2 separate regions of the Sus scrofa genome follow, and region 1 is linked to region 2. The links are chromatin contacts, called in public Hi-C maps. All regions are on one chromosome and are shown on one strand. Each heading gives the region's core, a stretch centred on a gene start, on an enhancer-like site or on the middle of the called end of the contact. The rest is flanking DNA. Distances are from core to core; before and after follow the strand shown. Region 1 holds the start of ANKRD49 (ankyrin repeat domain-containing protein 49). Region 2 holds the start of TAF1D (TATA box-binding protein-associated factor RNA polymerase I subunit D).

Region 1 (6,555 bases), core at 2,093-4,592, 470 kb before region 2:
AACCTTTTAGTTCCTAAAAACAAACAAACAAAACCCCCTACTTCCAAGATTCAGAGATTCTTAAGAGCTGGAATAGCCCCCTAAGGACATATGTCCTAATGTCTCATCAATGCAGAGATCTTTATAATGACATCTGTAGTAATTACTCTATTCCTACTTTAGCAATTAATTTTAGGCTTAGAAAAATTCACTACTTTAAAAAGTAGTCTTGGAGTTCCAGTCATGGCTCAGTGGTTAACGAACCCGACTGGTAACCATGAGGTTTTGGGTTCGATCCCTGGGCTCACTCAGTGAGTTAAGGATCTGGCATTGCTGTGGCTGTGGCGTAGGCAGGCAGCTACAGCTCCGATTAGGATTAGACCCCTAGCCTGGGACCCTCCATATGCTGTGGGTGGGCCCTAAAAAGACAAAAAGCCAAAAAAAAAAAAAAAAAAAGCCTAGTCTTATTCACTGACAGGCAACTACAGATCTTTGTTGGTTTCTTGTTTTGAAACTTAATTTTGGCTCTTATTCACTCCTTCATTCAACAAATATGAACAGAATTTTTGGTCTGTGCCAGTCTCTGAGTATTGTTCAATAATGAACAATTAATCTCAAGAAGCTTACTGTCTAGTTCCCATCATGGAGCAGTGGAAATGAATCCGACTAGGAACCATGAGGTTGTGGTTCGATCCCTGGCCTTGCTTGGTGGGTTAAGGATCTGGTGTTGCTGTGGCTGTAGTGTAGACCAGCGGCTACAGCTCTGATTTGACCCCTAGCCTGGGAACCTCTATATGCCGCAGGTGTGACCCTAAAAAGACCAAAAAAAAAAAAAGTTTACTCTCTAGTCAGTGAGACTGGCAAACACAGTGTAATGAGTACCATGATAAGACCAGGTCCAGATACAATGAATATACAGGAAGGTCATAACCTAGGCCATTAACCCAGTCCTAAGGGATTAGAGAAGGCTTCCTGAAGGAAATATTTACTCTGCTAGGCTGCCATAATAATTTATAAACCAATATCAACTTAGAGAGTTACTCAGCATATTAAACTTCAATAAAAGAGATGAGAATCATAGATATTTAAAAAATATTATTTCTCGGCTTCCCAACTATATTTGTTGAAACCTTACCAGTCTTTCAAGATTCTTCTCAGAGGTTGCCTATCTCATTAAATCTTTCTTGAGCTTCCAAATCATCTCTCGTTTCTACTTTTTTTGCTGCTACATACTATCTAATTTTGTTCTTGTTTGAGCCTCTTAAAATACTGTCAGCTTAAGGACAGGAGCTATATTTAACTTACCTTTGTGTTCCACTTATATACAGCAGGTGTTAAGAACTATCTGTAGAATTCAGAGTTCCCACTGTGGCTCAGTAGGCTAAGGACCTGACATAGTCTCTGTGAGGATGTGAGTTCCATCCCTGGACTCGCTCAGTGGGTTATGAATCTGGTGTTGCTACAAGCTATGGTGTAGGTTTTAGATGAGGTTCAGATCCTGGTTGCTATGGCTATGCTGTAGGCTGGCAGTTGCAGCTCTGATTTAACCCCTAGCCTGGGAACTTCCATATGCTGCAGGTGCGGCCTTGGAAAAAAAAGAAAGAAAAAAGAAAAAAAAAAAAAGAGAGAGAGAGACAAAGAAAGAGAGAAATACTTGCAAAATTAAACTGAATTAAAGCCCTATCACTTGATTTTACTTGAAATTAGTTCTGAGAAGCTCAAGAGTTAGGCATACCACTAACACAATGATTTCTTCCTACCTAATTTCACAAATTTTAGTTGATACAATCTTAAATGCATCATTACATTTTACACTTTATTACTAGTGCCAAGAGCAGTAAACTCAAGTTTAAATCTATCACATATGATCAGTACCTTCTCTGGACTTACTTCTTTGTTGCACAATATAAGAATTTTACTAAAGGATTTCCAAAAACTGTCCAGGTTTCAGAGTCAACAGAGAGACCCTGTCAGAAAGGCTTTATGTTCTAATAATCTCACTTTTTCCTTTTTTCTCAAATTATTCTCTGAAACTTACGACATAAAAGATCATACATCTACTCATTAAACACTAAATAAATACCAGTAAATAATGTTAAGTTCACTTGTTAATTATATCAATTATAGTAATATTATAGCACAAATTTTAAGGCCCCCCCCTCCTTTTTATGAAAACTCTCGGAGTTCCCATTGTGGCTTAGTGGCAATGAACCCTACCAGTATCCAAGAGGATTCAGGTTTGATCCCTGGCCTTGCTCAGTGGGTTAAAGATCCTGCATTGCTGTGAGCTGTGGTGTAGGTCGCAGACATGGTTTGGATCTGGTGTTGTTGTGCATAGGGTGGCAGCTGCAGTTCCAATTTGACCTGGGAACCTCCATATGCCACAGGTGTTGCCCCCCCCAAAAAAAACCCCAAAACTACAGAACACTGTAAATCAAATATAAAGAAAAAATAAAAATCATTAAAAAAATAAAATAAATCCAGTACTTTAAAAAAAAAAGCTCCTTATAATTTGAATTTACTGTTCCAGATAAAATTAATTACATATAAAGATTCTGTAGCGGATTTAAAAAGTTAAACCGAGATGCATATTCCTGATTCAGGATTTAAAGAGTCCATCAAGACTCCTATTTGATGATACCCCACCAGGAAGAAACAGTCTATGTTTTGCTAAAGATCACATTCCATAGAGATCTAAACTATATCAACTCCTCACAAACAACCCAGTGACAGGGGTGGGGGGTGTGTAAACCCCATTTTACAGGTGAAGGCACTGAGGTTCAGATAGATTAAACAACTTTCAATGAAACTGAAAGTCCATATTTTCTAATTCAAAAGTTTCACATTATTTTTTACTGCACCCTGTTTTACTGCCGTCTGCACAAAGCAACATAGATGTGCTGAACCAAGGATCCAGGGAGACAGTAAGAGGACGCAGGGAAAGGCCTGCAAACTAGAGTCCGAATGCTCAATCTCGGGAGTGGGAGTGAGGCTAGAAGGCCACCAGTCCCCGCCGGTCACTTCACTGGCCAGGAAGTCGAGTCTGCGGCCTTCCAAACTGCTAAGGACAAGGAAGCCGCTCCTGCTCTACCTAGGACCCATGCGGCGGCCCTATTTACAGGGCTCCGCAGGGGTCGACAGGTGACCCGCCCCTTTGAGCCCAAGAATTCTTAGGTGGCGCCAAGCAAGCTGGAAGCGGACCCCGGATAAGAAAGAGCTACCTACCTTGCGGGAGGGGGAAATCGCCGCCGGGAACTTCGCTTCCGGGGTTCGTCCCCTCGGCTACTCAGGATTGGCTCTTCTAAGAGGGCGGGGCGTCGCCGCTACTTTCCCTGCGACCTCACAGCATCCTCAACCAATGAGAAGAATTAAAGTACTACGTCATCAATGAAGTCTCGCGAGAAAAAGCTGCTGTTTCTCTCCCGCCTAATTCAGGTCTTTGGCCAAACCTATACTGAGAGACCAGCTCGGGCTGTACCGTTACCTTTTTTCTCGCGGATCTCCCTCCTTCTTCCCGGGTAAAACACAACTTCGGGTCCCCAGGGTGGGGCTTTGGAGAGTCCCGGTGTGGGGTAATTTAGGAGTCGTTTCTTGTATCCCGGGCTCGGAGAGGATTGACCCTGTGGCAAGAATGGGCGGAGAAGGCTGGGGAGGAGCCTTGGAGGTTGGCGCGTTCTGGTTTCCGATAGTCCAGTGGTGAGGGCTTGTTGAGGCTTGGAATTCCCACCGTTCCGCGGTGGCTGCGCTCCTCCCGCAAAAGCCTGGCCCTTTTTCTTAAGCTGCTGACACTTGATGTTGTCTCTCCGCAGACCACGTGTTTCTGTTTATTTACACCAGCTTTAAACACTGGGCCCTTCTCTTATCAAAACAAGCCCATTTCTTTAAAAACAGTTCTGTGTTTAAGCAGGAAATACCGGCGTCACTTCCCTGCTTCATAGTAGCCTGTCTATGCAACTTAAACTTTGCGGCACATGGAGAGTTGTTGATGTATTAAAACAGAACTGGGTGTGACCCTTATTGCCCATTCATTTAACAGAAGTTAGCTTCCCACAGGGCATGGTGAAGGGAAATAGGAGAGGAGCTGAAACATAGTGGTCAAACTAGAATGGCACTGGAGACACTATTTTCTGTTCTTAAAAAAGTATAGTAGGTGCTTAGATGAAAATGAGACTTCCAAAATTACCAGTCTGCTTTTTAAAAATGTGTTTTAAATAATATAATTTTGTTTTAGGATTTGGAATCGAGTGAGTTTTCTGACACATTTGATCGCAGGACCCAGGGGTACTTGGAGAGAAAACTGATCCGGGAGGAGCTGGACTGACCGCAGAAATGAGTCCTGCAGATACCCTGTAAGCTCCTGTCTTCCAGAATCTCTGTTGCTTTGGGTTTCTACATCCCATCAACTATGATCATCATAAAAGAAAACTTATGTAATAAATTACGAGTAAATCAAAAGCTTGCCTATGAACAGAAGTGTTAGTCATCAAAAAGGATGTTTGGAATGTCAGTAAATATCATACTGTATGGTTTTTGACAAAAGATAATATGTAGCTATAGTGGGGGTCTTGCGGTAGATTGGCATATTGTTATATGTTTATATTCTTGGTTTTTGGTAAAATATTGAAGCTATAAATGTTTTTTATCTTTTTTTTTTCTTTTTCTTTTTAAAGGGCTGCACACACAGCATATAGAGTTTCCCAAGTGGGGGTCAATCCAAGTTGTAGCTGCAGTTCCTACACCACAGCAAGGCCAGATCCAAGCTGCATCAGCAACCTGCACCACAGCTCAGGGTCACGGGATCCTTTACCCACTGAGCAAGGCCAGGAATTGAACCCACATCCTCATGGATACTAGTCGGATTCATTAACCGCTGAGCCATGACAGGAACTCCTATAAATTTTTTAATAACTAAGTCTTACTAGCTAATGCAAGTCGGTTTAAGCAGATTTTTAGGGGAGGAAAGTGCTTTAGTACTGAGTATATTGGAAATGAGTCTGACTAAAATGAAAATAAATAAAAGGACTAGAAAAAGTTATGTAGAAAAAGCGTAAACGTAGGTAGAGTCTTTCACCTTGGTTTTAACTTTTGATTAACACCATGTGACCTTGGGCAGATTAGCAAGTCTGTGAACCTTGCCTCAATTTCTTCATTTGTATAATTGGATTCGTTTCTGCTGCATCACCACGGGAGCTCCTCATTTTTGGAGTGTTTGAAGAGAAATCTTTTCTGGAAAATTTTCTTGTGTTTAAAGGTTTGAATTTTGGAGATAGAGATAAAGTTTTGTTTGTTTGTTTTTTGTTTTTTCTTTAAGTTCATATGGTTGAGAGAAAACAGCCTGAGTTTTAATCTTGGGTTTTAGTCCTGTTTCTGCCGTTTTGTTTCATGATAAGTCAGTTAATTTCTCTGTATTTAGCCTTCCGGTTTCTCAGAAATAATAATACTTAACCTGTTTACATGTGGGAATTGAGATCAGTGATAGCAAAATATTTTAAAGAAAGTTAAAAGTTACATTAAATGTAAGAGTATTAATAACTATTACATTGCTGCTTCACATGAAAGTACTTTTGAACACTGCCAAATTTAAATGGAATTGTAAAACTGTTTTGTTACTTGGCCAAATTTGTTAATGAAAAACTAAAGTTATATGAAGGGTAGAGCCTAGCAAGCCTCTTCGGGGGCCTGGATGTAAGTTGCTAGTTTATTAGGATAAAACCTACTTATAAAGTAAGTTGAGGAGTTCCACTATGGCTCAGTGGGCTAAGTGTCCAGTGTTGTTACTGCTGTGGCTTGAGTTTGATCCCTGGCCCAGGAACTTATGCGTGCCATGGGTGAGCCCCACCCCCCAAAAAAAGTAAGAAGAAAGGCTTTTATTTATTTATTTATTTATTTATTTATTTTTACAGCTGCATCTGTGGCATGTGGACGTTCCCAGGCCAGGGCTTGAATCTGAGCCACAGCTACCACCTATGCCTGCAGCTGCAGCAACACTGGACCCTTTAATCCACTGCACTGGGCCAGGGACTGAACCCACACTCCACAGCTCCTCTAGCCGCTGCAGTCAGATTCTAACCTATTTCACCATAGCGGGAACTCATAGAAGACCTTTTAAAATTAAACTGTTAACTCTAATTTCTTAGAAAAGTGCAAAGCAGATAAACAACAAGTTTAGATACTGGGGTCAAATCTTCTTGATTGTTTGGAACAGAATAGGAGAACAACCAAGCTTTCTGATCCAGGTTACGTGTAAGTGTATAAAACCGGTTGTAACGAGGTTGTAGATTTTTGAAGCAGTTACAGAACCTTTGAAAAATGTATATACATTTTTTCTGTATTATATTAGTGTTAGGAAAACTATGACATGAATAATCTATTGAAAGCTTCAAATTTTCAGACCTAGTTTAAGGCTGAACAGATGATTTTACTCCATAACTGCTGTTATTTTATAGGTTTAGGTTTCAATTTGCTTGAACATCTTTTAATGAATTACATTGAAGTGTTTCTTCCTTTTTAATACAGTGATGATGAAAATACATTTAAAATCTTAGTTGCCACGGATATTCATCTCGGATTTATGGA
Region 2 (6,695 bases), core at 2,746-5,245:
AGTATACGTCTTGACTGCAACCTCTCAGAAGGACTGGTGACCTACCACTATGAGGTAAGGGTCAGCTTCATAGTTACCCTCAGAATAGAACTGAAAGGCTGTCAGATGAATGTTAGCATTCTAAAAGTTTTTTGGATTAGTACTGTTCTTTTAGTACTATTCCTGGCTTCATTTGATATTCTTATTTTATTCTTACCTTAGCCCTCCTTCTAATTAATCTTGGGAACTGCCTTAAATTCTTGTTCAAACGAGGTGAAATAACTAAAGAGACCTAGACAGAGAAATCTAAGCAAGTTCACTGGCAGTCTGTTACATCAGAAGGGAAAAGTAGCATATTGGGAACATGATTAATACACCACAGTAGGTTATATATTTAAAGACTATTGCAACTGATAAAAAGTTAAAGCAAAACTGTGCAAGTCTTTGGGCACCATACCTACTTAAATCTTGAATTACCAAATTCGTTTTCATTCTGTGAAGTTGGTATCTCATCAAGAATCTTTCAGTGGTGAATTTAGGGTTTTGTTTTTTTTTTTTTTTTTTTGAGGGGCAGAATTTTGGACTCTCATTAATTAGAGTACAGAATAGATACTAAAAAAAGGAAAATGAGTTCCGTATTGAAAGTGCTGTTGTATAAATCTTAGAATGTTTGTATTTAAAATTTTTTTCCTTTGAATAATTTAGAAAGCTCAGAGTTAGTATTGTATTTACCTCCAACAAGTTCCTCTAGACTTGGCACATGAAAAGAATACTCAGCACAAGCCATCTTCTTTCTTCCTTAGGTGCGAGGATATACAAAGTAAAGCAGTTGTTGGCTAATTATCACAAGAGTTCACAGTGCACCAAGCATCAACAGCTGCTGCTCTGGAAATCAAAGAATTCAGTTATATAAAGCGGGCAAAAGGGCATTTAGGTGTCTGCCTCATAGAAAGGCAACCACAGCTTCTAGTGTTTAATATTTCAAGGGAGAAATGCCTTTACCACTGAGCCACGATGGAAATGCCCTCAAAAATATTTTTGAATTGAAATAGCTATAATTGTTCAGGAATGAGCCATTTTAACTTTTTCTTTTGAAATAATTGCAGATGGACAGTAAATACATACAAATAATTCCTCTATATTCTTCATTCATATTTTCCAAATGTTAACAATTTATATTTCCTTTATCAGAAACCAGGAAGTACTAATTAAGAACATGTCAAAATCTGCTCAGTAAATACCATGTTTATTTAAAATGAGGATAATAAAAGCACTCTAGACATTTCTACTTAAAGTAGGAATAATAAAGGCTCAAGTTTAAATTAAATACAGTCCTAATTTTACACCCTTTACAAGCTTTCAAAGAATGTCAGGATTTTATTTTCTTTCCTCATCAAAATAGAAATGAATTCCAATCCTGGGAGGCTACAATCTGAATAACTGGTTTAGAAATGCAAGCTCACAACCCAGAAAGCACCCAGCCACAGAAGACAGAGATGTAGTGTGTGTATAAGTGTGTTTCTGTGTGAGTGGGAGGTAGGAGGAGGAAGTTGGAGTTGGAGTGATGAAAGAAAGGGGTTAGAAAAGTCTTAATATAAACCCAGAGTGGCTCCGGAAGGACAGCTTTGGGCCACATGGAGGCAAACAATATTTTGTAGATTCCGTAGCTGGGACTCAGTGGTCTAGAAGCAGGGTCTAGAGAAGGGAAGAAAGAAAATAGGAGGCAGTTGGAAAAACGAAGCTGCAGAGACAATGCCTATGGGGCAGACCAACAATGACAACCAAACTGAGAACTATTTATTAACTGTATTCAATAAACCAGACACTACGTTAGACACTTTACACTCTCTCAAGACCTCTCACAACAAGGTATTATCCTTCTCATTTTACAAGAGGAAATAGGCCAGAGAGAATATATTATTTACTTCAGATCACTCAGCTATTAAGTGGCAGAAACAGAATTCAAAACCACCTCTAGTCCGGTGTAAAGTCAGAACCAACACATTATGCCATATCATGAACTGATAAAGGAAAGACACATTGCAGCTCACCATGAGGGAGAATTGTACAGAAGGATCCTATAGCACTCAGTATAACTGTCATCATCTGTTTGCTTTGTTTCCTTCCCTTAGACTACGATTTCTTTGAAGATAGGACTGGATACCAGCTCAGCCTTAATTTTTTTTATTGAGCATTTACAATATTCCACACGCAGCAGGTTCTAGGACAGGGCTGGCTTCATGCATGTGCAACTCCTATAGTCACACAGGACCATGTGCTCAGAGTAGCACTTGGTTTATGCTCTGTTGTCACCATCTTTCAATTCCTAACTTTACATTTGAACCCTTTAAGATGGAAAGGACCGTGGAGTATGTGCAATGCTTCTGCAGATGACTCAAACATTCTGATGTCTGTATTTAAAGCTAGCATTGGACAATATAAAGAGTGGTAAAACTCATGCTATTGATTCAAATGTTTAATTTTTCTTTACCTAGAATGACAATAAATAGCAAATTAATGCTATTAATTAAAACACCATGACAAGTCAAAAGAGATGCTACAGAAGAAAGGGGACAGCTTGTACTTCAGTAACTTTAACGGCATTTTCCCCCAGATTTTTGAACAAGACCCTGCATTTTCTTTCTTTCTTAAAATTTTATGGAGTTCCTGTTGTGGTGCAGTGGAAATGAACCCGACTAGTATCCATGAGGACTCAGGTTTTGATCCCTGGCCTCACTCAGTGGGTTGGGGATCCAGCAGATGTGGCTTGGATCCCATGTTGCTGCAGCTGTGGTGTAGGCTGGCAGCTGTAGCTCTGATTGGATCCCTAGCTTGGGAACTTACATATGCTGCACCTGCAGCCCTAAAAAACATAAATAAAATAGAATAAAATTTTATTGGGGTATATGTGATTTACCATGTTTATTAGCTTCAGGTTTACAGCAAAGTGAATCAGTTATGCATATAAAATACATGCATTTTCATTTTGTACTGAGCTTCACAAACTGCATATGCAGGCCTGCCTAGGAATATAGCAGTGACTAAGACATGTGATACCTGTCCTGGAGCTGACAGTACTTCATAATGCCTAGAAAACCAGACTTTCTGCGCCTGGAATTTAGAACAACATTTAGAGAAAAATTGAGTAAAGAAACCTGATTACCTTCCAGGTCTGTCCTATCCCGAGATGACACTAACCACAAATTAACACGAGACAGCTTTCCTGGTTTTATTATATGATACAAGAGGTCTGAAAGTAGACAAATCAGGACAGCTCATTCCTTTTTTGTAACTACTTCGGGGGAAAAAATTGCCACCAAAACTAAACTAGTTTAACTTCTACCTTAACACTCATTTACCGCTCAGGGAACTAAGAGGGCTAAAAAGAAAAAAAAAAAAGGCCCCCGCTGGCATCTCTTGCGATGTGTTAACCACCTCCTGGGAGGCTGACCCTTAGTTCCAAAAGAAAGACTGAGTTAACAAAACAAGTCCGAAGGTGGAGAGGGAACTGAGTGCGTAACTGGATAACAATGGCTTCTAGTACAAAGGTTACACATTTCGATTCTCAGTCACAGCATGATCCTCTCACAATTTTACACAGAAGAGATTTTTGAAGGCAAAAGTAGACACACACACAAACACACACACCCGGAATCAGACTTTGGAAAGTCGGAGGACAGCTCAGCAAAGGGAGACCACTGGAGTCAAAGCAGGAGAAGTGGCTCTTCCTCGCAGTTCACATTCATTCCGTTCCCCTGCCCCCACAATTTCTTTTTCATAGTTTGCCCAAACGTTCTTGACTATTCCATTTACCTTACCGGTTCAGGACGCGTACACCAGAAGCCTGGCCTGGCCTCAGTCAAGTCCGCCTCCCCTGGGTTAAAAAGCTCAGGTCCCGCCCACTCTAAATCGCCCCGCCCCTCGCGGCAGCCAATATGGAGCGCCGCGTCTGGTTTTCTCCTATCTCTCTGTTATTTCCTGCAGTCAAATTGTTATCGCGAGACTTCGGGGCCACTATTAGCTGGGACGCGGGACTAGCCCAGCCTTTTCTTCCGCGCGTTTGTGGAGGTTGGGTGTTTTCTGGGCCTGCGCGCCCAACGCGGGTTTCTGAGGCCGGGGCTGCAACCGAGGACGCCAACGGAGACCCGTGCGCAGAGCGGGCACAGGTTGGTATAAGCCGTCCGCGGTCTGGACGGATAGGAAAGAGGACTTGGGCGCCGGGGCCTTGTGGGCGAAGGAGGGGGAGGGCCTGGCGCTTTTCACTTTTCCCGGGACGCCTGCGCGGCTCAGCGGGAGCGGAGGGCTCGCGGTGATTGTGGGCTCTGCTCTGGGCGGCAGGACTCACAGGTACAGGCTAAGCGCGTGGGCCGTTATCGGAGTTGTGGGTGTTGAAGTGCAAGTGTATTGAAGCGAGTGCACGTTTTCTCAATTAGTGGTGGTTAAGTGCGAGGTAACCGTTACCGACGCCATTTTCCTTGCACGAGGTTAGGCACTTCTGGAGACATTCGCCCCAAGGTCGCACTAAGTAAGAGTTGAAGGGATTTTGTTAAAGCTGCTAAAGAGCACTGCCTGGCTCCGTGGCCCCTTGTTGCAGAATCCCGGAACAGGAAGCGATAGGAATGCTTTCTAGTTCCCGAAAGTTTTTTTTTCTTATTTTTATCCCCACACCCGCAGCATATGGAAGTTCCCAGGCTAGAGGTTGAACCGGAGCTACAGCTGCCGGCCTACACTACAGCCATGCAGAATCCGATTTGGATCTGTGACCCAAGCAGCTTGCAGCAACGCGGGATCGTTGAGTGAGGCCAGGGATTGAACCCGCATCCTCACGGAGACAGCGTCCCGTCCTTAACCCACTGAGCCACAATAGAAACTCTTGAAAAACATTTTTGAGTTAAGCTTACTTAATTTTGATAGTGTGCTCTGTAATTATTTTAAACTTAATGTCAGGTATTCCATCATTGCCATTGGATCCAGTTTTTGTTGAATTTCTTTTTTAGGCTGTTTTCATGATTTATTTCTTAGGTTAACGCAGTTTTGAAAACTGCAATAAAACACTATGAAATTATCACACGAGTCCATGAGACATTGTGAATTTAAGATCTAGGTGATCTTATTGATTTCTTAGATTTCAAATACTGCTGCTGAAGGATTTCTTTCATCATTACTCATGTGTCATTACTAAGAATGTTAGACTAAGAACACCACAAAAAAATGAAGAATGATGACATCCTCATAAGGAAATGAAACAGAACAAAATAAGACATCTTTAATACTTTTCCCAAACTACTGTAAAATCTTCCAAGGAGATTTTTTTTTAAAGGAGACAAAGGGCACCATTTATTGTAGTCTGTACATTGAAAAGTGAGAATTCAGAACTTTGGGTTAACACCCATAGTAGCAAAGAAGTAATTTATCAAGGAAGGGGTTTCACAGTAACTTAAAATCTAGTGAGGGAAAGAGGCCATAAATGAAAATTGCAGACCTGAAGGTTAGGTTTAGGTAAGTCCAAATAATTTTTCTGGGTATACTGAGGCCAAAGGCTGCCTTTGTGGGACTTAATCTTTGTTATGCAAGAGATTTCTTGGTTCCCACCACTGTTGGCAAATGGCTTTTTGGCCATTAATTGAACATTACTATTTGTAACTACATGACTGTATGGCTAAGGGTAAAAATTACATTTTTACTGTTAGGGAAAAGAAGTTTGACACTCCTGTAGGAAATCTGGAATCTTGTTCTATAGGATGGATTAAGTAGGCACAACTGAAAGAACCCATGAATAAAATCTTTAGATGTTAGAATTAGACAGTTGTATATGAGAATATTAAAGGCCTTACATTCATTTTTGTCTTAATTTTCGTAATTGACTACATCAATATCTGCATTACTCTGATCCTAGCTGTTTTGTTGGCATTTATTTGTTCAGGGAAACTACATCACATCTACCAGATTTCATATGGTCAGAAGTCTGTTTAAAGCAAAGGACAAGTGACAATTTTGAGAGGAGCTTGAAGACTATATATCAAGATGGATTCTCACAATTGTACAACAGTTTCTGATTCAGCTTTGGAAATTGAGAATCAAAGGTAAGTGTTTTTCTAAAAAAATGTCTACATAAAAAATATGCACAACTGTGAGTTAAGTTTTATTTGGGGCAAAATGAGGATTTAAGTCTAGGAGGCAGCATCTCAAGTAACCCAGAGAGAACTCTTGCAGGGTGACAAGGGGAGGGTCCTGTAACGAAGGGCAGATAACCTCAAGTTAAGGAATTCAGCACATGTCTTTGTATGAGAAGATGCCAAGGTCTGGGTTCACTGAAATAACGTCTTTGATGTGCACCTCAGCTGTCTCTAGCCAGTATCCCCTGTTTTTCCATCCTGAGTTTCCTCAGGGCTCACTATATGGTGTGGCTGCTGGCTGGCAGGTGTTTCTTGCCTGTGTTCGCTCAGGGCTCACCAGCTCACCATCGGAGGTGGCTGAAATCACTGATGACTGACATCCTTTGCTTACTGATAGAGCAGGCAGTGTTTTTATTTCTCAGTTAACTACCACCAGGTTTTCCTGGGAACAGACTAGGTGATAATGTTTACTGTATTGGAATTGCTGTGATAGCATGCATCATTGTAGATAATGAATAGTTTGTAAGGTAATTTTTAAGAATTGGAAAAAAAGGAAAACCCAGTTTCCACAGACTTTCGCTTTAACTACTTTGGAATAGT

What was found. A called contact is a pair of places that touch in the nucleus more often than the background predicts.
Region 1: a contact with region 2 is called in a Hi-C map of alveolar macrophages, with 3 times the contacts expected there. The contact joins the promoter of ANKRD49 here to the promoter of TAF1D in region 2. A contact is called at or near these places in 1 of 47 Hi-C or Micro-C datasets (alveolar macrophages) and 1 of 2 datasets of contacts at active chromatin or transcription factors (alveolar macrophages).

What each region holds. Positions count from the first base shown.
Region 1 is chr9:26,631,403-26,637,957 of Sscrofa11.1, reverse strand. ANKRD49 (ankyrin repeat domain-containing protein 49) reads right to left here and starts at 3,342. Exons shown (of 3, transcript XM_003129790.4): 1 at 3,205-3,342. It overlaps MRE11 (double-strand break repair protein MRE11), which reads left to right and starts at 3,362. Exons shown (of 21, transcript XM_003129788.5): 1 at 3,362-3,497; 2 at 4,211-4,328; 3 at 6,496-6,555. The coding sequence starts at 4,309.
Region 2 is chr9:26,164,582-26,171,276 of Sscrofa11.1, reverse strand. It overlaps TAF1D (TATA box-binding protein-associated factor RNA polymerase I subunit D), which reads left to right and starts at 3,995. Exons shown (of 10, transcript XM_021062677.1): 1 at 3,995-4,145; 2 at 5,903-6,062. The coding sequence starts at 6,004. It overlaps C9H11orf54 (chromosome 9 open reading frame, human C11orf54), which reads right to left and starts at 3,835. Exons shown (of 9, transcript NM_001244696.1): 1 at 3,793-3,835; 2 at 712-859. The coding sequence starts at 766.